7 separate regions of the Mus musculus genome follow, and all the other regions are linked to region 1. The links are chromatin contacts, called in public HiChIP or PLAC-seq, Micro-C and promoter capture Hi-C maps. All regions are on one chromosome and are shown on one strand. The core of a region is the stretch at or near the end of the contact, and the rest is flanking DNA. Distances in the headings are between cores, read along the strand shown.

What was found. Promoter capture Hi-C pulls out the DNA fragments that hold promoters and counts their contacts. A called contact is a pair of places that touch in the nucleus more often than the background predicts. HiChIP or PLAC-seq counts read pairs in DNA pulled down with a chosen protein or histone mark.
Region 2: an H3K4me3 HiChIP or PLAC-seq map of embryonic limb bud shows a contact between it and region 1, with 6 times the contacts expected there. The contact joins the enhancer-like site here to the promoter of Dipk2a in region 1. A contact is called at or near these places in 3 of 39 promoter capture datasets (the 3T3-L1 cell line, the C10 cell line and hippocampal neurons), 1 of 484 Hi-C or Micro-C datasets (cerebellum) and 3 of 115 datasets of contacts at active chromatin or transcription factors (astrocytes, embryonic hindbrain and embryonic limb bud).
Region 3: a contact with region 1 is called in a promoter capture Hi-C map of erythroid cells, with 3 times the contacts expected there. The contact joins the promoter of Rnf7 here to the promoter of Dipk2a in region 1. A contact is called at or near these places in 2 of 39 promoter capture datasets (erythroid cells and pre-B cells).
Region 4: a promoter capture Hi-C map of erythroid cells shows a contact between it and region 1, with 17 times the contacts expected there. The contact joins the promoter of Atp1b3 here to the promoter of Dipk2a in region 1.
Region 5: a contact with region 1 is called in a promoter capture Hi-C map of hippocampal neurons, with 17 times the contacts expected there. The contact joins the enhancer-like site here to the promoter of Dipk2a in region 1. A contact is called at or near these places in 3 of 39 promoter capture datasets (the C10 cell line, cranial neural crest and hippocampal neurons) and 10 of 115 datasets of contacts at active chromatin or transcription factors (the 230-238 cell line, astrocytes, craniofacial prominence and 7 more).
Region 6: a contact with region 1 is called in a Micro-C map of embryonic stem cells, with 6 times the contacts expected there. The contact joins the promoter of B430319G15Rik here to the promoter of Dipk2a in region 1. A contact is called at or near these places in 8 of 39 promoter capture datasets (the 3T3-L1 cell line, 3T3-L1-derived adipocytes, cranial neural crest and 4 more), 7 of 484 Hi-C or Micro-C datasets (cardiomyocytes, cerebellum, embryonic stem cells and 3 more), 13 of 115 datasets of contacts at active chromatin or transcription factors (astrocytes, cardiomyocytes, craniofacial prominence and 9 more) and 1 of 9 other capture datasets (embryonic stem cells).
Region 7: a contact with region 1 is called in a promoter capture Hi-C map of hippocampal neurons, with 36 times the contacts expected there. The contact joins the enhancer-like site here to the promoter of Dipk2a in region 1. A contact is called at or near these places in 3 of 39 promoter capture datasets (the 3T3-L1 cell line, frontonasal cranial neural crest and hippocampal neurons), 14 of 484 Hi-C or Micro-C datasets (the STO cell line, adipose-derived mesenchymal stem cells, cerebral cortex and 7 more) and 10 of 115 datasets of contacts at active chromatin or transcription factors (SST interneurons, astrocytes, cardiomyocytes and 7 more).

Annotation. Positions count from the first base shown.
Region 1 is chr9:94,536,682-94,540,244 of GRCm38.p6, reverse strand. Dipk2a (divergent protein kinase domain 2A) reads left to right here and starts at 2,164. Exons shown (of 3, transcript NM_001033145.2): 1 at 2,164-3,026. The coding sequence starts at 2,370.
Region 2 is chr9:92,595,624-92,599,239 of GRCm38.p6, reverse strand. It overlaps Plod2 (procollagen lysine, 2-oxoglutarate 5-dioxygenase 2), which reads right to left. Exons shown (of 19, transcript NM_011961.3): 11 at 2,800-2,904; 12 at 527-652. Among named protein-coding and RNA genes, the nearest start is that of B430319G15Rik, 55 kb to the right of the region's middle. Within about 2 kb of position 1,354, at least 29 of the 459 cell types and tissues checked have an H3K27ac peak or open chromatin away from gene starts, as enhancers often do. A contact at or near this core is called in embryonic limb bud, where this site is marked.
Region 3 is chr9:96,477,345-96,480,467 of GRCm38.p6, reverse strand. It overlaps Rnf7 (ring finger protein 7), which reads left to right and starts at 1,793. Exons shown (of 3, transcript NM_011279.3): 1 at 1,793-2,060. The coding sequence starts at 1,886.
Region 4 is chr9:96,363,068-96,366,391 of GRCm38.p6, reverse strand. It overlaps Atp1b3 (ATPase, Na+/K+ transporting, beta 3 polypeptide), which reads left to right and starts at 1,961. Exons shown (of 7, transcript NM_007502.5): 1 at 1,961-2,346. The coding sequence starts at 2,238.
Region 5 is chr9:92,929,244-92,932,845 of GRCm38.p6, reverse strand. No RefSeq gene overlaps it. Among named protein-coding and RNA genes, the nearest start is that of 1700034K08Rik, 75 kb to the left of the region's middle. Within about 2 kb of position 2,080, at least 55 of the 459 cell types and tissues checked have an H3K27ac peak or open chromatin away from gene starts, as enhancers often do. A contact at or near this core is called in the 230-238 cell line, embryonic forebrain, forebrain and 2 more, where this site is marked.
Region 6 is chr9:92,541,428-92,544,580 of GRCm38.p6, reverse strand. It overlaps B430319G15Rik (RIKEN cDNA B430319G15 gene), which reads left to right and starts at 1,712. Exons shown (of 1, transcript NR_029474.1): 1 at 1,712-3,153. Plod2 (procollagen lysine, 2-oxoglutarate 5-dioxygenase 2) reads right to left here and starts at 2,358. Exons shown (of 19, transcript NM_011961.3): 1 at 2,013-2,358. The coding sequence starts at 2,121.
Region 7 is chr9:92,898,349-92,901,905 of GRCm38.p6, reverse strand. No RefSeq gene overlaps it. Among named protein-coding and RNA genes, the nearest start is that of 1700034K08Rik, 110 kb to the left of the region's middle. Within about 2 kb of position 2,020, at least 7 of the 459 cell types and tissues checked have an H3K27ac peak or open chromatin away from gene starts, as enhancers often do. A contact at or near this core is called in hippocampal neurons and ventral hippocampal neurons, where this site is marked.

The DNA of each region.
Region 1 (3,563 bases), core at 915-3,414:
CACTGGAAATTACACTGTTCTTATTTAAAATAATGATCAAGAACTCTGGCTTGCAGTTTACAATCCATTAGCTAAAAGCATCCTGTGGTTTACTGGAAAGTGGAGAAAAATACATTAATACTTACTGATCTTTTCCAATCTCTGAGTTTATCTTATGTGTCTCCAAAACTTTTTTCTGTTGCAAAAGTTATTAAATTCTTGAAGACTATCTTAATATCTAGAAGTTTTAATTGCAACAACTGAGTTTGATGTGTCATGTTTCTAAATCCTCACTTCACTCTTAGGAGAGGGACTAAGGCAGAAAGGCCACCACTGACTCCCTAAATTCAGAGCTGTTAAAATATAAACTAGTTTTAAGCAAAGCAATTTGTGTTGAGTAAAATAACCTTGTTTGTTTACACTGATAAAATGCAGAAAGAATATTTTGATTTTGTTTTTAAAGTGATTCCACACATTGTCTAGCATGTAGACGGGGTGTTGAAGACAACACACAGGTTAGTAATTATTCGCTTCGTTTACAACTCTGCCTCAGCAGCACAAATGAACCATGCAGTTCTAGTCTCCAGTCGCTCCAGACACTCCAGAGGAAACTTCATTTGAGCCTTTGCTTACATAACCTTATTGTATGGATTTGGGGGATGCTTGATGAGCAAGTTAAATCAAATTTCTGCCAAAGGAAACATGGGATGCTCTTTTTCTATCAGCCAAATTTCTCAGCCATTTTGCATAAGCCTTTGAAGGCTAACATCTTAAAATTTGTATTCTGTAGTAGCCTGTAAAAATCACCACCACGTTGAAAATTTCTTCCAAAGACTGAACTCCTACATCACCAAACACAAAACGTTGACCTTACCCGTATTCTTCCAGAAGCGAGTCCTCATGCTACAATCAAATACAGAAAATTCGGGAAAGTGATTCACGATCTTGTATAGATAAGTCTCACTGTCTCAGTAGTTACTCTTTGCATACCCGTTACTACTTACTATGATTTTCCTGTTTGACCTCTAAAAATCAGCGCAGTAAAAGTATATTTAACAGCGACCAGGAATTAGCTAGCTATCCACTCGACCAACAATCACAGGAGTGCTAAAAGTTAAAGAAAAAAAAAGTATTCTAATAGAACATATTTTGAAGTTACTGCTGAAGATCCCAGACCTTCTAAAACTTAACCCCACGCGCGTTAGGCCAGGTTATTTCCGCAGTCTGCTGTTAGGAGCTGGTTAGACCGCACAGGTGCGGCACCTGACGGCCTGGCTCCCTGGGGTCATCGCCACAGCAACGCGTCCTGGCCGCAAGGCAGGCCTGGGCCCAGCCTGTGAAGCATGGGGGAACCGGGCTCCTCGGGGACCCGGCGGGCGGCGCCGGTGAGGAAGGACCTCATCCCGCCAGTGCTCACTCAGCGAAACCGTAACTCAGCCTCCGCAGATACATCGCCAGCCCTGCAGCGGCATTCCGGTCCCTAACCGCTGGCCCACTGTCTGCCCGCAGGCCCTACGGCGGCACAAAGCGCGCGACCCAGAGGTCCCGCCAGTCAAAAGAACAAGCGCGCGCCACACCATATAAGGCCCGGAGCGGGCGGCCAGGCCCCGCCCCCAGGACCTGGCCCGGCCCCACTCCAGCCCCGCCCCCAGGCTTCGGCCCCACCTCCTCCCGCTCCCAGGATGGGCCTCTCTGCTCCCGCTTGCCTCCGCCCTCTCCCTTCCAATGACCTTCCCACAAAGGCCTCCGGGGCGCCTGTGTAGCCCGACAGTCACCCCAGAGTAGCCGTTACTGAAGGTCTCCGGTGGCGGAGCTGGCGAGCTCCGCCCTCCCGGGCGCGCCCTCCACCCACCCTCTCCACCGCCTCCCCGCGAGCTCGCGCTGACGCTTCCCGGGGGCGCGCTCGCCCCGCCCCCGGCCCCGCCCCTCGCTCTCGGGCGTGCCCGCGCGTGGGGGCCCCGCCGCATCCTCTCCTCCCCTCCTCGCACCGTAGCTTCTCGAGTGTGAGGCGTCCGGGACTCCTCACTCGCCCCCGCGCGCGCTGCTCGCCCGGGACCCAGCAAGGCGCAGCTCAAGCGTCCCGGGCGGGAGTGCGCGTGCGCGCGACCGCGGCTCCCGCGCTCCCTCCTCCCCCCCCCCCTCCCCGCGCCTCTATAACTTGGCGGGCAAGGAGGCGGCGCCCGCGGAGTCGGAGGGCGGGGAGCTCGGAGGAGGGCACCGGGAGTTGTGGAGACAGCCGATCGGGAAGTCGCCGCGCTCGGCCGGCGCAGCCCGTCCTCGGGTTCCTTCGCTGCCGCCCTCCGTCTGCGCCGCGGGCCTCGGCGCCGTGGGGCGGCCCGGCGGGGTGCGCTCGCCCGCCCCGGCCCCGGCCGCTGCCGCGCGCGGGCGGGATGTGGCGCCTGGTGCCCCTGAAGCTGGGCCGCCTGTCCCGTGCACTGAAGCTGGCGGCGCTCGGCAGCCTGTTGGTGCTGATGCTGCTGCACTCGCCGTCGCTGCTCGCCTCCTGGCAGCGCAACGAGCTCGCCGACCGGCGCTTCCTGCAGCTCAATAAGTGCCCGGCGTGCTTCGGCACGAGCTGGTGCCGCCGTTTCCTCAACGGCCAGGTGGGCTTCGAGACGTGGGGCCGCCTGCGCCTGCTGGACTTCCTCAACGTGAAGAACGTGTACTTCGCGCAGTACGGCGAGCCCCGCGAGGGCGGCCGCCGGCGCGTGGTGCTCAAGCGCCTGGGTTCGCAGCGCGAGCTGGCGCAGCTCGACCAGAGCATCTGCAAGCGGGCCACCGGCCGGCCGCGCTGCGACCTGCTCCAGGCCATGCCCCGCACCGAGTTCGCGCGTCTCAACGGCGACGTGCGGCTGCTCACGCCGGAGGCGGTGGAGGGTTGGTCGGACCTGGTGCACTGCCCCTCGCAGCGCCTGCTGGACCGCCTGGTGCGCCGCTACGCGGAGACCAAGGACTCGGGCAGTTTCCTGCTGCGTAACCTCAAGGACTCCGAGCGCATGCAGCTGCTGCTCACCCTGGCCTTCAACCCCGAGCCGCTGGTGCTACAGGTAGGCGCGGGCGCGGGGCTCTTCGACGCCAGAGGGAGTGCGTCCCCAACTCTCCCAAAATGCCTCTTCGCGAGTTTCCTTCCGCCCTCCCGCTCGTCCCAGTCTGGATGCCAGTGTCAGTGCGATAGCGAGCCCTTGTACCTCTTTCCGAGGACTTGGGCACCCTGGGCACACGTCCTTTGCTGTCCCGCCTGGCTAGCCTAACTTCCCCGAGTCTGTCTTTGTTTTATTTCTTAGATCATCTCCCTGTTAGTCAATCAGCTAGTTCTGGGACCAGGTGGGAAAGATGAGATCAGAGAGTGGGGTGGTGGTAAAGTGAAGGGAGCTAATTCGTGACTCGTGCTTTGCGTGGAATTAGAAGCTAGGAAATGGGGGAAAGAGTTAGATTTGGGCTGGGAAGGCTAAAGGCCAAGACGGACTTTTGCATCCTGATGCTGTGGCCTGCCCTAGTCATATGGTAATCCGGTTAAGGAAGGAATTAAAGTGTTTTTTTTTTTTTTTTTTAGGTTGGAGCTAGGATCTAAGGAAAAGGGTTTT
Region 2 (3,616 bases), core at 105-2,604, 1.9 Mb after region 1:
TTTTTTGAATCCTCTAAAAGATGACAATTGAATGTCAGTGGTTTCTTACCTTTTTATGTACACATTAGATCTTACACACAGAGATGACAAATTAAAAGCTACCACCAGCTCCAACAAAATCACCTCATGAAATTGCGAATGTGTGGAAGTTCTGGTTTTCTGCATTATTATTTCTGTATTTATAAATTTTAAAGACAATGAAGACAAGTTTTATTAGAGCTATTAAATGACCTAGATAAACTAAATTCTTGTCCAACTTTAGGAAAGAGTTCTACTCCTCTCTACCACTGGATGTGTACACATGACAACCAAGTATTATCATACAACAATGAAGTTGTCCTATTAGTCATGTAGATTCCTTTCGATCTTAAAAAATAAAAAAAGTTTTTATGTAACTGTAAGTGATCTCCAAGTTCTCAAATGTATCCTAAGCAAAATGAAGACAGATAAAGATGTTTTTAAAGTAATATTAGTAAGATCATATTGTCACTATATTGTATATGAAATGATTCATCAGGCAACTCACACTCTGTTCCCCTGAACAATATCCACGTAATCTTCAGAGCGAGCATAGTACCCATCAGGACTCAGTGCTCCCCAAAAGTTGGACCACAACTTTCCATGACGTGTCACAAGAGGAGCAATGATTTTCCTAGGACAGAAAACCCACAGTGTTATTAACTTTTAAATATTCATTGGAGTTGTGTATTTTGCAAGACATATAACATGGTGAAGTTCATTTAACATATTATAACAACACATACATATAGACACATATGTAATACACAAATAAATATTAGTCTCTTCGTCTTTTCTTCAATAGATACACAAAATTTTCAGTTATGTTAATTAAAAAAGAAAAAATGGAACATTTATTGAAAATGCTAACAAAATACTAAAATAACTTTTTAACAGCATGTTAGTTACATTGAAGAGAGTAAAACTAAATTGTTTCCTTGTGTTTAAATTAAATTCTAGTTTAACTGGCAAACTGAACACTCTCTACAACATTAAGGTAGCCAATGAATATTTGTTGAACAAAAAACAAAATACGCAGATGGGCCGAGACACTGATGAGTCAAGGTTCCTAAAACAAACCCTAATCACTTTACCATCTGTCTCCGGGATTTTAGGGCTTTTAAAACTGGGTTATAGTTGTAAGCTGGCCTAACAGCAACGGATACGTCAGCCTTCACTTCAGAAAACAAAACAGAGACGCTTGCCTGGAACTCAAAGTCCCTTAGGAAACTAGAGTTTAAATGTAATTGCTAACGCGTTGTGCTGAGACGGGACTTTGAGTGGCCTGCAATGCATCAACTTCAGAGAAGGTTATAAAAGCAGGGAGACCTTGACACTCTTTTCCTCTTGCCCCTCCTCTCCTCAGAACATTCCGAAGAATGTTACGAAGCAGCAGGCAGCCCTGAAGAAGCCCTGCTCCTGACGCTGAACCACCCAGTGTACACGTCCACAAGAGTCAAATAATAAGCTTACTCTTTATAGCTTACCCTGTTGGTGGCCTTTTGTTATAGCCATAGCAAACACAGTAAGACACTGTGACAATATTCTGCCTTAACAGCTATTTGGAAAGTGGTACCTTTGAGACAAACACAGTACCAAGCATTTGCACTACACAAACTGCCATAAAATTAACTCATCTGTGCTGGTTAGTTTTAACTCTCAACACAACAAAACTTAGCATCACCAAGGAAGAGAGAGTCTTAAAGAAAAAAAATTTTCATAGAACTATAGTTCTAAAATCAGGTATTTCCAATAATCTGATCATTCCACAGCGAGCTGTAGTTGTACCTCCCGTTGTGCTGATTGTTCCTGACTCTAATTGAAATGGAAATTAAAAAAAAAAAAAACTTCTAGATCGGGTTGGCCAATGGGCATCTCTCACGGTGTTTTAATTGTTTACTGAGGTGCGATGACTCAGTCTATTGTGGGCGGTACCATTCCCTACACAGGGGATCCTGGGTAGGAACAAAAGAGAGAAAAACTAGCTGAGAATAAGCAACCAATTATCTAAGAGCAATTATACTCTCTGCTCTTAACTGTCGATGTGACAATTTAAATTCCAACCTTGACTTGTGCTGACTCAAGTTATGACTACATGTGCTGAGTCATGTTATGCAGCAAAAGGAGCATGTCTCCAAATACAGGATGGGCTGATGCAGCATAGCAGACTCCCTATGTGTAACAGTCAAGTCATGCTGACATTTCAATTTTATTGTGAGGAACAATTATTAACGCACACACACAGCACAAATGTGCGCCATGAGGACCAGAGAATAAATAGCAACAGACTCAGTAGTAGCTGTATTATAACAGGTAGGATTAAGACCCTTGTATCCGCAATGCCTTTATTCGATTTCAATTCGAGTCAGCAGAAATTAGTACAACAGAAAATGCAACTACAGCGCGCTGTGGAATGATTGGAGTATTGGAAAATTTGGATTTTAGAACTACAACTCTACGGAATAACTGATGAGATTTAGGAAAGTCTACATTTAAAATATCTATAAATGATAAAAATTAGAAAATTTACTAGTATTGGATATCTTAATAACACAATTAAATGTTGCTTATATAAAAATAGACCAAATGCCTTTAAACAACCACTTTTTGACTGTAAATACTATTAAACACTTTTGGCTCTACGACTGCTAACAGAATATTTAGTACAGGGAACTTAAAGAGTACAGAAGAAAGTTGAATGTGACCTACCTCGAATTATTACAGTTAGATAGTATGCCCTCACAACTGTGGGCAATTACCTTATGACTAATTAATTCATACCTGTTTTGTTCAATCAAAAATTTTAAAGTTCTTGGGTTTGTCAAAACAACATCTGCATCCACACTAAAGTAGTAATCACACTTTTCATCCTGACGGCAGAAATCCCTGATGTTGAGAAGGAAAATAAAATAAGCATTCGATAAAAATTCTTGTTTGGAAATATTAGCAAAAAGCAAACATTAAGTAGAGATGCTCTGACGTTATTTTCTAAACAACACTGCTTGATACTGAAAGTCCCTAATTCGTCAATGCGTGAGTATATATCACCACCGTCTTAGACCAAGGGAGAAATGAATTTTAAGTCACTGTGTATTTTAAGGCATAAAAACATATAGGAGCCACAGGGATGGCTCAGTGGATCATAGTTCTTGCTGTGCAAGCATAAGAACTTATGCCCCAAATCCATGTAAAACACTGAGCATGATCCAACACGCAGGCCTGCAGCCCACGACTACAGGGACATAGACAGGAGGGGTGTGTGCACCTATCATGTGCAGAAGCCAGAGCAGGACAACAGATAATCCTTATTTATCCTTATTCCCTTAAGACAATGTCTCTCACTTTCCTAGAGGCAGACTTGAAGCCAGCCAGTCCCAGCCACCCCTCACTTCTCTATGAGCTGAGTTTTACATGGATTCTATTAGAAATATTAAAAGACTTCAAATGCTTTTCTGAGTATACAATATTAGCCTTGTCAAGTAGAAGCACCTGTATTCCCCACAGGAGCTTCACTACATACAAGGCCTTCTAATGGTGAGTTTAAAAGTAAGTCATTCACTACTGAAGCCATAAGATTCCTTTATCTGTTGTTTTGTTT
Region 3 (3,123 bases), core at 544-3,043, 1.9 Mb before region 1:
TCAATCGCGATGGGAATAAGGTCTTTCCTGAAGGGCTCAAACGTGTTTGTGTTAAAGGGAAGTCTCTAAAACAAAACCAAGCATCTCTCTCCCAGTGTTCTCAACAAAGGAATAAAGACTCTCCCGCAGAGGAAGTGACCACAGAAACGCCATCTTGTGCCATCTTGTCCCGACTCCCTGTGCATTGGCTTAGGCACTTCTCAGTCCTCTCCTCACCCACCTCCATGCCCACATCTACCCTCCCAGCACATTTGGGACTTCTGTGGCCTGGACCATGGTCCCGATGTATAAACCAAAATAATTAATGTAAACTAAAATAACTGAAGAAGGCACAAGTCAAAAGTAACTTTCATGTTACGTCTGGAAAAAAAAATCACCATGTTCTGTCAGAAATGAACGTTTCAAGATTGTTCTGTCATCTGACTTTCATGTGAGTTGTGGTCTTTGTGGGGTTTGCCTTTAGAAACACCGTATCCCTGAGCTGCGACACCAAGAGACTCTGAGGCATGCGCCGGAATTTGGTCCTGCACGAATAAAGGACTCGTACTTTTTTGTTTGTTTTTGTTTTTCGAGACAAGGCTTCTCTGTGTAGCCTTGGTTGCCCGAAACTTGATTTGTAGACCAGGCTGGCCTTATAACTCACAAGGATCCACCTGCTGCTGTCTCCCAAGTGCTCAGAGTAAGGTGTGCACGGCCACTGCCCCATATACTTCTAATTGGCTTAACCGGTAAGGATGGACACCACCACCCCCGTTGGTAAGAGTAGCCTGAAGGATGGCGGTGGACGTGAGCTGAGCACGAGGCAGGAACATTTGTTTTGCTTTTTCATCCAAGCTTTCCTTCAATGCTGGCCAAGTGATCTGAGACAAAGCCTGGTGGGAGGGACCTAACCACAGTCCCAGGGGCCCACTGCCTGGCCCTTCCCTGGCTGGCTCACTCTGCTTTCTCCCCAGCACACATTTGCTTAAGCATTGCGTTCTTGCCCTTCTGCTTACCTATTCTCTGTCACCTGAGAACAATAACAAACAAACAAACAAACAAACAAATGTAGTGTCTGGAGGGATGACTCAGTGGTTAAAACCATGGTCTGTTCTTCCAAACGACCGGGGTTCAATCCTCAGCACCTCCATGGCAGATCACAACTGTCTGTAACTCCAGGTCCTTTCCAAGGAATCTGACACCTCACAGCAATGCACATAAAATAAAGTTTAAAAAAACATATATTTTGTTTGTTTGCTTGCTTGCTTGCTTGCTTGCTTGTTGCGAGACAGGGTTTCTCTGTATAGCCCTGGCTGTCCTGGAACGCACTTTGTAACCAGGCTGGCCTTGAACTCAGAAATCCGCCTGCCTCTGCCTCCCGAGTGCTGGGATTAAAGGTGTGAGCTACCACGCCCGGCTGCCGAAAAACCAAAAATAAATAAATAAATAAATAAATAAATAAATAAATAAATAAATAAATAAATGAATCTGAATTCAAGGCCAACCATTTTGTAAGATACGGAGGTTACAGTGATGAGAATTCTGTCCCTACTCTTGATAGTTTTACATTTGGGAGAAAGGAGACAAATGAAGACAGGGACGATGTGATTTCTGAGACTCCCCCGAGTTTAATACAATGTAACTCCAGACAATGCTCGCTTACTGACCCGGGCCTGCCCTACAGCAACTGGCCTTTGGCCACTTTAGCAAGCGCTGGGGTTCTCTGTACAGGCCTTGCCCAGCCCCTCGTGACGTCACTGGCGCGCGCCATCCAATCATCGCCGTCTGGCTCCGCCCGCCCGCCCGTGCCTGCGGGAGGCTCCGTGGCGTGTGTTGTGGCCCCGCTGAGCCACCGTACCTCCCGCCTCCGCGCCCAACGTCCGCGTCGCCGTTCTGCGCCGCCGCCATGGCCGACGTGGAGGACGGCGAGGAACCCTGCGTCCTTTCTTCGCACTCCGGGAGCGCAGGCTCCAAGTCGGGAGGCGACAAGATGTTCTCTCTCAAGAAGTGGAACGCGGTAGCCATGTGGAGCTGGGACGTTGAGTGCGATACCTGTGCCATCTGCAGGGTCCAGGTGATGGGTAAGCGATGCAGGCGAAGCCGGGACCGCGAGCTGGGCCGAGCCGGCGAGTGCTGGGCCGGGCCGGGCCGCCAGACACGGGATGGTTCCTATGGGGGCGGGGGGGAGGGGGCGTGACCGGGATACCCGAGGGGAACCTCCGGCCCTGCGGCCAGCAAATCTCCCAGCGGATCCCTCGCGTAGATCTGAGGGTTGGGATGTTCGTCTTTGAGATGCTCTCACGTTCCTCAGGATTAGAGCTTGCCCATTTAGCCGAGGTTGGCTTAGAACCCAGGAGGGCGCACCTCCCAAAAACTGGAAATTGCGAGCCTGCGCCACTATACGGATTCTGTCTCATAACCGAAATGAGGCTCAGTGACCGGAGAGATGTTTCCACAGTTAAGAGCACAAGCTTGTTCTTAACAGAGAACCCGGGTTCGATTTTCCACACCCACATGGCAACTCACCACCCTCTAACTCCTGTTCCAATAACTCCAGCACCCCATTATGGCCCTTGAGGGCATTAGGCACATTTGGTATGCAAACCCAGATGCAGGTAGCATAAACATAAAATTTTAGATTACTGTGAGGTTGCTTTACAGGGCGACTGGGGAGTAGTTGAAATAGATTTCTGCAGTTTGAAAATGTGCGCGTTTCTTGGCTTTGAGACTTTAAACGTAGCATCAAGAGATTCCACAGTCTATTCTTTGTCTTTGGACTTGCTTCATCAGGGCTCCCAAACTTTACTTTTTACATTTAATTGTAGACCCAGACACTAGTTTCTATGTAGAATCTGATTTGACTAAAACACTAAAATCCAGCTGTTCCACCCCTCATCCTTGCTTAGGAGCTGGGCAGTGATTTCCATTTTAGGGTTGAGTGTGGTTGCGAATGTCTGAAATGCCAGCACTCGGGAGGCTGAGGCATGGGGGCAGAGGCAGCACAAGCTTTGCTTAGAAATTTTATTCTGGCCAGGTGTGGTGATATCTTTAAACTTAGTACTCGAGAAGCAAAGATAAACAGATCTCTGTGCGCCTTAGGCCAGCCTGGTCTACACAACCAAGGCTAAGTAGTGGGACCCCATC
Region 4 (3,324 bases), core at 712-3,211, 1.8 Mb before region 1:
TGCCATACTGACTAAACTAGCCATGAGTTTTCAAAGTGTTTACTGAATTATATTTGTATTTAAACCCTTATTTAGAAAAACCACAGAACACTAAGTATAAAAGCTGTATTTATGGCTATTAAAAACACAGAGACTGAAACTCTCAGCTGGCCACTAACATCTTTGAAATGTCATTTCATAACATTGTTTTCTATGTATTAGGTAATTATTTCTTAAAGCATGCTTGTTATACATGCACACACACAAAATAAGCAGATATATTTTTATATTTTATCCCAGATAGATGATGTATCTTTCATCGGTTTGCATATATAAAAAGCTCATAGTTAATCCTATCAGTATTCTAGCTACCCTAGTGTGCAGTTCAGGTTTTGAGGTAAAATTATTTCCATTCCTTAGCTTTTAGCCTTACCTATAATCTAGAGAAGCATTCTAGGCTTCTTGTGTAATATTTTGGTATTTCTAAAATCAGCTTCATGTCAAACTCTACAAATTGCTTCTGAAAATTTTTTTGGTGTTATTAGACCAAAAAAGTAACCGGAGGCAGAGAGAGGTGAGTGCAGGCCTTTAAGTCACAGCACTCCAGAGGCAGAGGCAGCACTCTGTGATCTGGAAACTAGCCTGGTCTGCAGAGTGAGTTCCAAGGCAGCCAGGGCAACACAGAGAAACCCTGTCTTGGAAAACAAACAAATAACTGGAGGGCGGAGGATGTAGTTCAGTTGGTGACATGCTTGTCATGTGCATGGTCCTTGGTTCCCTCCTCTCCCAATAACCCTAACCCCAGAAAAACAACAGTTGAAAACAAACAAAAATCCCCTGTAAATCAGGCATGGTAGCACATGCCTGTGATCTCAGTACCCAGGAAGTCGAGGCAGGAGGACAAGAGTGTGGGATACACAATGTCAAGTCAGCTGAAGCTACACAGCAAGATTCTGTCACAAACAAAACCAAACTGGATTTTGGATAGTCATAAACGTATGGGTGGGCGTGGTTAATGAAATTATTGCAAACAAAATGGGATTGCATTTATTCATTCATTATTGCTATTTAACAGAGGTTATTTAACATCTCTTTTCCGGAAACAAAAACAAAAAATCAAAATAACCTCACCTTCTGTTCAAACTTCCATTTTGAGTCTTTTAAAATCCCATTTATGGTGTTTCAGAATTTCAGAATGCAGCCTGAATTCCTGGCTCCGCCTAGGCGTAGCGGCCACCAGTGGCAAAGAAAACACCAGCCGAGTGGTTCAGGCATCTATCCCTAACTCTAACAACCTTAACCTTGTACTCCATCAAGTATTGTAGTTAACAATTGGAGTGACCGAGCCAGAAAAGAAAAAAAAAAAAAAAAGCAAGGCTTTAGTGAGCGGAAATCTTGGGAAAATATTTATATTGATTTCATTGATATGCTCGACTGAATCTGGAGAAAAAGTATACTGTACTCCATTTGGTTAACGATAGCATATTTAGAATAAAACTGCCATGACCCTCAGGCAACCCAAAAGCAGCTAGTCCACACTAGACGCTACAAACGCTGCCCGAGGCCCTGCAGCAGGTGCCGTTTAAAGACGTCACAGAGCCCCAAGGAGAACGCGCCACGGCGTATTGCAGAAGGCTCCGGGGCCAAGTATGTGCTCCAGGCTTTGACCACTAAGTCTCAGGCTGGGCTTCCACTAAGCCCAGCCACGGCCTGGGCTTCCAGTGGAGAGCGCTGTAGCCTCCTACGCCCACCTTCCTCGGGCCACCACCCTGCCGGTCAGTGTGCCCGGCAGACTTCCGCCCGCAGCCCCGCCGCGCTGGCTTCCTCGCACCTGGGCGGGGGCTACAGGGGCAAGTAGCCCGGCTGGGGCGTGGCTTGGCTGGGGGCGTGGCTCTGGCGTCAAGGGCGGACCTTGGAGATGTGGGCGTGGCGTGTTGTCGGGGGCGGGGTCATCCGGGCGGCTCTGGGCCTTTGGGCCGCGCCCAGCCGGGCGGGAGGCAGCGGCCGCGGTGCGCGCCAGCGGCGCGGGGATTGGCTGCGGCGGGCGGAGACGTCAGGCTCCCGGGGCCCCTGCGGCCGCCCGGCGCGGCGCGGCGCAGTCGGCTCTAGTGGTCTCGTAACGAAGAGTTGTTCCCGGCCGTGCCGTCCTCCGCTGTTGTCGCTGGGCTGCGCCGCCGCCGTCGCCAGGACGCGCCGCCGAGCCCCTCGTCGCCTCCAGCCCCGCGGCCTCCGTTCACCTCGACTTCCACACGCCCATCATGACGAAGACTGAGAAGAAATCCTTCCACCAGAGCCTGGCCGAGTGGAAGCTGTTCATCTACAACCCGAGCAGCGGAGAGTTTCTGGGGCGCACCTCCAAGAGCTGGGGTGAGCGCGCGGCGGGGCGGGCGGCGCGGCGGACGGCCCCATTCATTGCGGGCGGCCCGGCGGTCCGGCTCCGAGGCTGGGCGGCCGCTTGGCCAGCCCGAGCGGGGCACACGTGCTGCCGGTTCCCGCCGCGAGCGGCGCCGGAAGCGGGACCGGCCGGCCGGGCCGGGCCTCCTTTGTAGGGCGCGCGCCCTGGAGGCGCGGGCCGCGCGGACTGGGGAAGCCGGACCTGCCCCTCGCCTGCCTGGGGAGAGGAAATTTCCACTGCCCGCTATCTTGTGACTCGGCGGCGCTGCCACCCAGACGGCCGGGACAGTGCGGGCGAGCTCCGGGCGTGTGTGGGTTGCAGGGACGTGTGACGGGGAGTTAATCACTGGGGCACATTGTCCGCGAAAAAGCACTTGAATTCCGACTGAGAAAGGCCGGCTCCGAGAGGGCTTCTTCCTCCTCCTCCTTCTCCTCCTCCTCGGAGATCACAGCGCTTTTCTGCCTTGCAGATTTTGCTTTGGGGAAAGACGGTCCTATTAAACACCCCCTCCTCCCGTACCTTCAAAACATCCGAGTGGTGGTTGAATGTTAACAGATTTTCTCTGTGCGAACTCATTGTTTTAAAACGAAATAGTGAATCCGAGTTGATCGGTCTTCTGGGTTTTGTGCTGCTTTTAAGGTGAGGGGTCAAAAAAAATGTTAGTGAAGGTGGACAAGTGTATTCCATTTATTGCCTTTCTATTTAGACAATTTTACCTTTTTGAAATCCTTTTTTAAGAGTATTTTGTTAATGGGTAAGGACAGATTTTTTTTTTTCCATTCTGAGTAAGAATGGATTTTTAGAGCTGAGAGCCGTTGGGGCATGGCATTTTTAAGAGAAGCATTGAAGACCATAAGTGAGATATGGCTCACAAAATGACTTGTTCACTGAAGTGAGCTCCTCTAGGGTGCAAGGCTCTTTGACACTCTATCACAAGCTGAAAGGAGCCA
Region 5 (3,602 bases), core at 831-3,330, 1.6 Mb after region 1:
ATGTGACTGACTGCCCTTGGTCTTCTCAGTTGGCTGTTGTGGTTACATGTTCTAGAGAGAGACACAGAGACAGAGACAGGTAGGAAGAGGCTCTACTCCTGCTGTTCTCAAATCTCTGAGATTCCTGTGTTTTGAGGTTTCTCAGCCTCAGTGCCCATCTGGTGGTACAGCCCACTTGCCTTCTACCTAACAAATGGTGTGATGTCCATCCATGTTAAATTTCTGGCTGAAGACTCTATAACAAAATACAGACTGACAAGAAAAAAAAACATACAAATTCATGCTATTGTATGTATTCAAAGCATGCTATGAGCTGCTTTGGGTTTCCATTGTTGTGATCAAACACCATGACCAAAACTATCCAGGAGAGACTTATTTCAGTTCACAATGGTACATCACATTCCATCATCAAAGCAAGTCAGGACAAGAAGGCAGAGCGGGAACACAACACCAGGCACTGAAAAAGAGGCTGTGGAGGAGTGGGTGCTGATTACTGACCTGCTCCAAAGCCTGTGCTTTAGTTAATTCCAGATGTTGTCAAGTTATCCACCAATATTAGTCACAGTAGGGGATGTCATAAGAAAATTGAGATCTAAAGCAATTGTCCCATCTTGCCTCTTTTGTTCTAGTTCTGTGGAAGAGATTGATGGTTGTGAACAGTCTAACTGGATAAGGAGTGCTCTAATCATAAGCTGGTGGAAACATAGGCAGTCTGTAAGCTCAGATTCATATCAACGCTGCTTCATAAATAATGTTTCTTATCTCCAGGTACGGAAGAGATGTTTGACCTGTGTCATGTGGTGATCAGAAAAGCCTTTCTAAGAGTTTTCAGTTTGTTTTCTTTTCAGTGGAAAGGCAGGGAGTATGACTGTCTTGCCTCTACAGATTTGTTCTTGTTTGTTTTTGTTTTTGTTTTTGTTTTTGAATGCCAAGGGGCTACATCCTGGGGTACAGCATCATATTCACAAGCATTGACACTGTCTACAAGTTAGAAGTGTATGCCTGTATACACAGACTGTGTACACAGACTTTCAGACCATATCATGCAACTTTTACCTCTTCGATAAAAGTTAGCTAAGTACAAGAACACATTATTTTTAATTCTATAATTAAAATAACTAATTTATATATTTTATATTTATATGTGTTTTTAATGTGAATGCATGTTAATGTGCACCATGTGTATTCTTGATGCTCATGGAGGCCTGAAGAAGGCCCTGATTTATGGGGCCCTGGATTTACAGATGGTTAAAAGCCATCATGTGACTGCTGAACCTACTGAACCCCAATCCTATACTAAAACAAGTGCTCCAAACCAGTAGTAAGCCATCTCTCCAGACACCCTATCTTTTCCCCAAATCTTTTCTATTGTATAAATATGCCATGTAAAATTCTATTTCTTGTTCATTAAATAACTATCACAAAATAACGTGAATGCACAATAATAGAATCTTTCTTTATATGAGCGATTTGGCATGTTTTTCACTGTATCAAAATTGTTCCAGCATATGAACTTGTAAGGGTCGTTTTCTTATCTCTCAGAACCTTTCCTCATTAGGAGCTATTCTCAGAAGAATTGCAAGAAAATTGCAATCCAAAAATGCAAGACTCCAGTCTCAGTCTTCTTTTAAAGTCTGTGTCAGTTTTGTAAATATGTAGATGTCAAAGACAAATTTGATAATACAATAAAGGTCGAGTAGTGAAAGAAATTCAGGATGGCAGAAGCTTTCCAGCTTTGTAGCCAAATGCTTTCCTTTAAGGAAACCGTTACTTTTTGACCCGAAAAGCAAAGCTTTCTTGAAAATCAGTAGCTTGGAAGCATGGTGGTAATGGAAATACTTTTCTAATAGCTCCGATTACTTTTGTTTTGCAAGGTTTGTGGTCTAAATGTGTTTCCCACTCACACACCTTACCGTGCCAGCTATGCTCCCTGGAGGGACATTGTCTTTTCTAGAGACTTATGTGGTCTGAGTGCGGAGGAGGATGCGCACCTGCTGCTTAACAGTGTAGTTAATACTCAGCCTCCAGACAGGGAGCAGCCAAGCTTCCCCTTGCACTAGGTGAGTCCAGCAGCTGTCTGCAGCACTGTTTCTTCTGGGTAAATTTGCATCAAAATGCTTAGTCCACAGGGAGCCCAGCTTTCACTCTCAGCTCACTGCCCAAGGAAAACAGCCATTATGCTCATTTCCGAGCCTTTCAAGGCAGAACAAAAGGCAAAGGAAGGGGAAGAAAAGCGAAAGCTACCATCACAGGGAGAGCCCATCCAAGAGGGAGCCCACTAAAAAGGAACACAATTCTTGCTTCAGGCAGTCCTTACTTGAAAATGGATTAGTATGAAATAATTATTGTGCATTATTATTTTTCTCATTTATTTTTTTCATCAGAAAAAAAATTCTTGTATTCACAGATGGTTTGGTGGGGGAGGGGAAACAGTCCTGTCTGCTTCTGCTACTTACGAAATACATTCTATTGCCTTCTTTTCACTGAACTATTTGTTTTGAATTATCTAATAAAGGGGAATTTAAGGAGTTTGGGATTCTTTGTAAAAAAAGAAAAAAAAAACATATACACTTCAAAGCTGAAAATTTCACTCTGCCATTCACATATAAACAACCAGGAATAACATTTCTTTTACTTGTAGACAAAGCACTTCCCTCCAACAAGGGTTAGTCACACACACCTGAACTCATTCTCCCAAGTAAAGAAAAAGAAACAGTACTTACTCTAAACCAGGGTGCAACTGTGCTAGGCTGTCTTTGCATTGTAAAAATTTAAAAATAATCCTGTTTAAATGATACCAACCAGAGTCTCTGATATCTATATTTAATACCTCTCTACATACAATGAGTCTCACCTGCTTTCACCATTTACAAAGCCGTACCACATTTCCTTGGCTTGCCTTTATTAAGAATCCCAGTGGAGCAAGAAGGGAAGGTCAGTTTCCCTTCTGGTATAACCGCTCAGAAAACTTCCATCCATTGACCCCACTGTCCCTGGGATCCGGGTCCACACACTCTTAGGTCTTTAATCTTGTAATCTCCACTGAAAGAATTCCAATTAGTGGCAGAGTGCCATGTGGAAGACAGGACAGGACATAACCCTGTTCAAACGACTGACATCTCTTCAGATAGACAATTCCAGAAAGTCACTTAATGGGACTGTTGTTTTCTAGGTTGCAAACTGAGTGAGGGAAGCCAGCTATAATGTCTGCCAAGCCTGTTGGGCCAGGACAAAGCCCTCAAAAGCCGTTCTCAACTTGAGAGTATGCCCTAGTTTATCTTAATGAACTCTACCTGTCTTCCAGATGGAATTCTTTCAGTGGAGATCACAAGCATTAGAGACATTAAGAGTGTGGATCAAGCCTCCAGGAACAGTGGAGTGAAGGAGTAGATATTTTCTAAGCTGATGTTCTAGGAGTCAGGGAAACTTACCTGTCCAACTTGAAGCCAGGACAGGGGGATGAGACAGATCTTTCCAAATGGCATAAGCTGCTGATACTCGTCATATGTAGAGAGTTATTAAATATGGATATGAGAGTCTGAGGCTAACAGAATTTATACAGGATCATTTCAAAATTTTTATGATGCAAAAAATGGTCATAC
Region 6 (3,153 bases), core at 463-2,962, 2.0 Mb after region 1:
AAAAAGCTAGACTTGCAATTCCTACAAAGGGGGTATGGCTCAAATTATCAAGAGGGCCCATTCCTTTTATGTGGGAGAGTGAGCACACACTGGTGGGGGGGGGGTTGCATGTGAAGGCATGAAGACAGTCTCAGGAGTCATCCCTCGGGTACCAGCCACCACCTCTTTTTGACACAGGATCTCATTAGCCAAGCAAGCTTTGCCAAGCAGGCTACACTAGGTAGCCAGTCAGCTCCAGGGATCTGCCTACAGTCTATTTCATCCTCAATGGGGTTATAAGCACAGGCCACCAGGCCTAGCTATTAAGTAGACCCTGGGGATCCAGAACTCAGGTCCTCACACTTTTGGTACAAGTACTTTACTAACTGAGCCATCTCCCCAGCTCTGAATATTCTTTTTACTGACCAGCTGGAACACATTGACAAATAATGGGGGGGGGGGGGGTTGTCACAGGTGATCTGCACTCTTGAAAGCCCACTCATCTAGACAACTTAGACCTGAAAGATTATTTATGTAGTAATATCCATGTAGTAATTTCCAGTTATACTACTTCAGGGATAAAACTTACCACAGCTGATAATAAATCTGACCAAATAACCAAACAATGCATCTTTTGCATCTATTAGCTTACCACAGAACATGTGAAACCATCTATCTGTGTGTGTAACCAGAATGGCTACTCCTCACTTGGCTCCATTAATGCAGAAACATTTCCAACATTTAGCTCATAACTGAACTCTGGGCCCACCTACCACCACAGAAACCATGTCTCAGATATTAACCATAGGCTTTATATGAAAAACATTCGTATCTCAAATCCCCTGCCTTAGATATTACAATCCCTTAAAATTTAACATCCAATTCCATGAAATGTAAAAGCTTGCACAGGGAAGTTTTTGTTGTTTTTTTTGTTTGTTTGGGTTTTTTGTTTTGTTTTGTTTTGTTTGTTTGTTTGTTTTTAACCTCAAATTTAAAGGTAGCAGCCTGGCATGGATATACTCTGTAAACAAGTGAGAAGTCGCATCGAGGTGGCATAAAATAGACAGAAGCTGAAGCCAAACTCTAAAATTAGCAAATCCTGGCGGTTATTTTTACTTATCAATAAAAGCTTTTGGTGTTTTAACAAAGACCGTTTTCAGAGTAAAGTCTTATATTCTGTCTCTATTCTCATTTATCTGTGTGATTTTTCTAGTACTATGCTGAAAGAAATACCTTTGATATGAGATAAAAGTTACTTCAAAATCAGAATACTCATACAGGTTCAGATTTCCCTGTGACTGCAGCCAACAAAGCGAGCACTGTTCCACAGAACCAGGTGCTTCTGAGTCCTTAAGTTTCACCTATTGCGCCATGAGAAAGACAAAAACCGATGGTTACAGGGTCCAACTGGACTTGTGCCAAGTGTTACCCTCTGAATTGGAATTCCAAGGTAGAAATGTTTGCTCCTCGCCTTAGTTTCCAGAGGAAAAGAATCTAATTAGTTACTATAGAATGCAAAATTAGCGCATCCACCCACTCATCACCAGAGTGCATCGGGTCATTTAAACGCAAGGCTCAGTTCCAGGGAGCTGAGCCCAGGGCCCAGAAGTAGAAAGGACCAAAGAACTCCCCTGCGCGATACAGCAGCGCTGCAAGTCCCGTTGAGACAAATAGGCGGCGGGGCTCTCCTCTGGCTGAACCCAGAAAGTTTTGTTCACACGAACTTGCCTCCAACTACTAGCTTTAGCTCAGCTTCCGAACACCGGCCAGGGCCAGGGCTCAGGGACGCCCCAAAGTGTAACGGAAGGAGGAGTGGGTGGGAGCACACTGGGTCCGATCGTAGCCGGGTCCCGAGCGCTGCGTGTAGACAGAGGCAGGATGGCAAGCTGCTTCCCGGGGCGCAGGAAAGGAGGTCCCTGCCAATCTCAAAGCAGGGAGCCCCGCGGCTAGGTCCCGCAGGGATGGAGCAAGCAAAGAGGAAACATGCCCAGTTCTCTCTAGACCGCCGGTGGAAACCAGCAAGCAGAGCTCACCTGCAGGGATGCGCCCGGGCGTCTCCTCCGCCACGCCCAGGCCGGCCGCCCAGGAGAGCAGGGCGAGCATGGGCATCAGCCGCCCCGGCCTCGCTCCGCGGTCCCCCATCCGCCCCTGAACCCGGGAGCCGAAGGCCTGTGGCGAGGACTTCTCGCGAGACGCTGAGACCCCGAAGAGCGCAGGACCAGACGTGAGCCCGGGGCTGGAGCGGAGGGCGGACTGGGAGGACTGCGTGGGTACCGAAGAGCACGGAGAGGATTGAGCGGACTTCGGCGGAGTCCGAGCGCAAGGAGCGGACGACGGAACCGGAGGCGCCCGCGGCGCGGGCTTAAGAGCAGCCAAGGAGGGCGGGGCCAGGGCCGGGGGCGGGGCGCTGCTCCGGGACCCCGCGTCCCGGGCTATCCCGGCTGCACCCCCACCCTCCGAGTCGCCTACGCCTACGTGCACCGCCTCACGCCGGGGCTCCAGGGAGCTTGCTTGTGGAACGTGCGCCCCTCTGCTCTCCCGGGGTTCCAGAAGCTTCCTCGGCACGCCCTGGCTAGACCTTCTTTCTCTACTGAACCCGGCGCTCCCGGAGGTGAGTGGTGACTGCGAGGGCTTCAGTCTGCTTGGCTGAGTAGGCGCTTGTCACACTCCCAGCTGTTCCTTCTGAACTTCGCCATCACCGTGTCAAGGAAGGCCATGCTTTGATTTTAGTCTGTAAACAGAAACTTTTCATTGTCCGGTGAACATCTCTGCCGCTGCTGGTGCCAGGAGAGCCATAGACTCTTTCCAGTAATGAAGCTTGTAAACCCGACGGAGTCCAAGCCCAGCTTGGGCAACCTGAGGCTGTGCTTTAACAAGATCGCCCTGCCAGGCACATGGAAAATTACTTCCGAAGATGTAGAGGAGCCATTCCTGGTCTCCTGGGAGCTACCTCCACTGCTTTGGGTTTTGATTAGTATGTCTATGCAAAGTCATTTGTCCTCTGGTTTTTACACTTTTAGTCCCAGGATTTAAACTGAGTTGTGCAGGGGTGAAAGTTTTGACAACTTTGTCTCACACACTCCGTGTATGCTTAAAAATGAAGAAAGAATCAAATTGACCGCGTTCAAGAAGCTCGTAGTTAAATCTTCCTGCAATGGGAGGAGAAAGGAAATA
Region 7 (3,557 bases), core at 771-3,270, 1.6 Mb after region 1:
TAACAATCAACCAGACCTCCCAAAGATCCCAGGGACTAAACCACCAACCAAAGACTACACATAGAGGGACTCACGGCTCCAGCCACATGTGTAGCAGAGGACTGCCTTATCTGGCATCAATGGGAGGGAAGTCCATTGGTCCTGTGGAGGACCCAGCATAGGGGAATGCTAGGACACTGAGGCAGGAGTACCCTCATATAAGCAAGGGGGATCAGGGGAAGTAGGGGAATTATGGATGTGAAATTGGGAAGGGGATAATATTTGAAATGTAAATAAACAAAATAACCAGCCTCTTGAAATCTCTCTCTCAGTCAGTACAAGAGTCACTTTCACAGATTCATACCTCTCAAGTCATATTCCTGGCCTTAGCTCTCTGGAAACAAAGATGATTTCATGACCCCTTTAACCTTGTATCCTCCATGACATTAAAGCCAGCACCATAAGTTGACAACTGCCAAGTTTTCCTGCCTACTTGGGATGGAACTTGGTCCTCTTGACACACATTTGCAGAACATTTATTTCTTGTTTCTTTCTAGGGACAGAAAATTCTTTAGACCTTTTCTCTTAGAAAGTTGGAACCTTAGCTAGGTGGAGTCTTTCCCTGTGGGTGCTCTTCTTTTCACTCCAATGGAGATCAGACTTCTCCTTAATTTTGCTTTCTCTCAGCACAGTCCTCGGATATGAAATTAAGTTTTCACTGTGCTTTTTCTCTTCAAATTGTAGTTTTGTATTTATTTTTGGCCCACTTGTTCTTTTTCATTGTAGATCTGCAGACAGTGATTACTAGTAATTCTGTGATAAAGTCTATAATAGGCTATTTTGAAATATCCTCAAGCAAAGAATTTAGCTGATTACTTTTTAAGTTTTCCTGAGGCAAACTCAAGACTAGAGCAGAAAGAAGCTACATTGTTTGTCAAATTATCTTAGGAATGGTCTCTATCACAGTGGCTAATATTATTCTTCTGTGAAAGTTCTTGAGTATGCATAGTTCTCATCACTACTTTTTTCCAAGATCCTAATAGGAAAGCCCATGAAATTCTGCTTACAGTGTTCAACAGTCTTTCTTCATAAATATATATAAAAATGGTCTAATTCTTACTTCAGCATGATCAACAAATTTTCAGGACGCATTATTGGATCACAATGTCTAGAAATCAGATTTCCGAGGACAGTGTTTCTTCTCCTTCTCTGTGCCATCTTACCAACAAGTCTAGGGAAAACCTTGAGTCCTGAAACTGCCCATAATTTTACTGAATAAGCTTCCCACTTTAATTTGGACATTGGGCCTTTCTGTGCAGGTGGAGTTTTTGCCAACATTTTAGGTAAGATGTATATTCTGATTTTTCAGATGTATGCCTTTTTATGTGGGGTGAACATTTCTGAACTAATCAACTGGAAAACACTACATAAGTTGATTATCAGCTTAATGATATTGTTTTCTCTCTTCTTTGTTTGAAGAGATATCCACTAATCTCAGCATATCAAGATTCATAAATACAAATAAGATATCTACATTTTGAGAAATTATTTATTTTCTAAAGTATTTTCCTAAAATATTTATCATTTCTTGAGTTCATATTTTTCAAGGGAATAGTCTGCTTTCTCATTTTAAAATTATAGATTATTTTAAAGTCATAAAAGAGTGGGGGGTTGTTGCTTATTTTTTATTCTCAGTCTTATAGGATTACTTATATTTTCTTATCCTGCCTTATACTCAGAATTTCTATCAAGAAATATTTCTGCTCAAGTATATTTTATATATTTTAAGAAATAAAAAGACAACACAATGTTTTATGCACAGTCTAAATTCTCATCAGCAGTTGACATAGTGACAACAAGAAGGAGGGAAAGGGTGTGAGCAGAAGGTCTTTGTGACCTTACAGAGGTTTTTATCTTCCCTCCGGTCAATAGGGATAGCGCATCAAATAACACATTAGCATATAAAGCCATCTGCTTAGTATACAGTGCTGATGTGAGTTTTGATTTATGTAATCTGTTGGCCGTTTTCCTAGAATTTTCACAGTAGATAGAAATAGACTTTGTTTTCACATTGTCACTTCATGCTTAGCTCAAACAGCTAGGCGCAGTATTATATAAGCAGAATTTTAAAAAGTTTCAGGAAATTTAATGTCAATTACAAATGTGAAGGAATAGATCAACTTTAACAACAGATACATCAGAGCAAATGGTATATTCAGGTTTCCCAATTTTTTTTAGCCAGAGTGATTTGAATTTTTTGATTATTAATTTAATTTTAAATCCATTTCACGAGATATTTTTCAATAATATACCATTTATCACATCAAGTCTAGTATTTTATTTGAAATTTTACCCACCTCACTAACAGTTGATTGTGTACATCACACATTACTTTGAATAAATTTCATACACAAATCTCTTAAGTATTCTAACACCTGTATAAATGTTTATTTTTTAATTTTCACACATGGAGCTGCAAGATAACCATGGACTTATTTTAATATGCACTACCATGGATAGGAATTTAAGCTTTTATAGGAAACCCATGACATATAAAATTGAAATAAAAATTTAAAACAATAAAAATAAAAATAATGTATCTTTCTATGACTGATATGAGGAAGCTTATAATCTCCTTGCTCTGTTGATCATCCTCTGTTTATATTTCACTTATTCAATATTTTCTTTCTTCATCTTTTAGGCAAGTACTCGTTTTTCTAACATATGTTGCTGATTTTTATGGGTGTGCTTTTCATTTTCTTGAATAATTTTAAACCATAATTTTCAGTCTTTCTTACTTTTTAAAAATATGAGAATTGAGGCTGAAAGAGAGAAATGGCCTTCCAAAGGTCACACAGCCTGATTCTTCACACCTGGGATTCAAAATACCATGTTTCCCACAGGAAACCTTTCTGGTTCTATTGATTCACATTATTCAAACAACAAACTTCCCACCAAGTGCCTTTCTATTTGATACACACCACTCATGGCCATCAATTCACACTATGATAATCCAGTACTTTATGGAAAAAATAGAGAAATTTTACTGTGCTTAATTTGTGGTGTATTTTGGAAACAAGATTTATATTGGGTGTACAGCATTGAGAAATGGGACACTTCTACTTTTACTTAGATGTTTACTCATTGTAATTCTGAGAACTCCCCAAAAAAAAGAAAAATAAAAACTTTGGGAATAGAAAAGTCTCAGTTTCCTATGGGAGCTGATAAAGCTCCCCAGAAGCACCTACTGACAATGGGCTGTTAGCTACTAATGGCTCTGACAAAGGGAGGAGAAGCCCAGAGCTGAAACAGTTCCTGAAGTTTCCTCAAGACCTCACCAAATATAGTAAAACTAACATAGCAGCAAATCAGAAACCAATCCATGAAACCTTCACAGCACCCGCCAATGAAGTTTTAGATTACCTAAGCTTTGCTAAAAAAAAATTCCCCAGTTTCCTATAAAAGACTTGTGCCCCGTTGTCCAGGGTTGCCATTTTTGTTAAGTAGCTGATACCTACATGCAGGCTTCTTGCTTTGGGGAAATAAAAACACTCTTGCCTATTGCATACGTGAGTGGT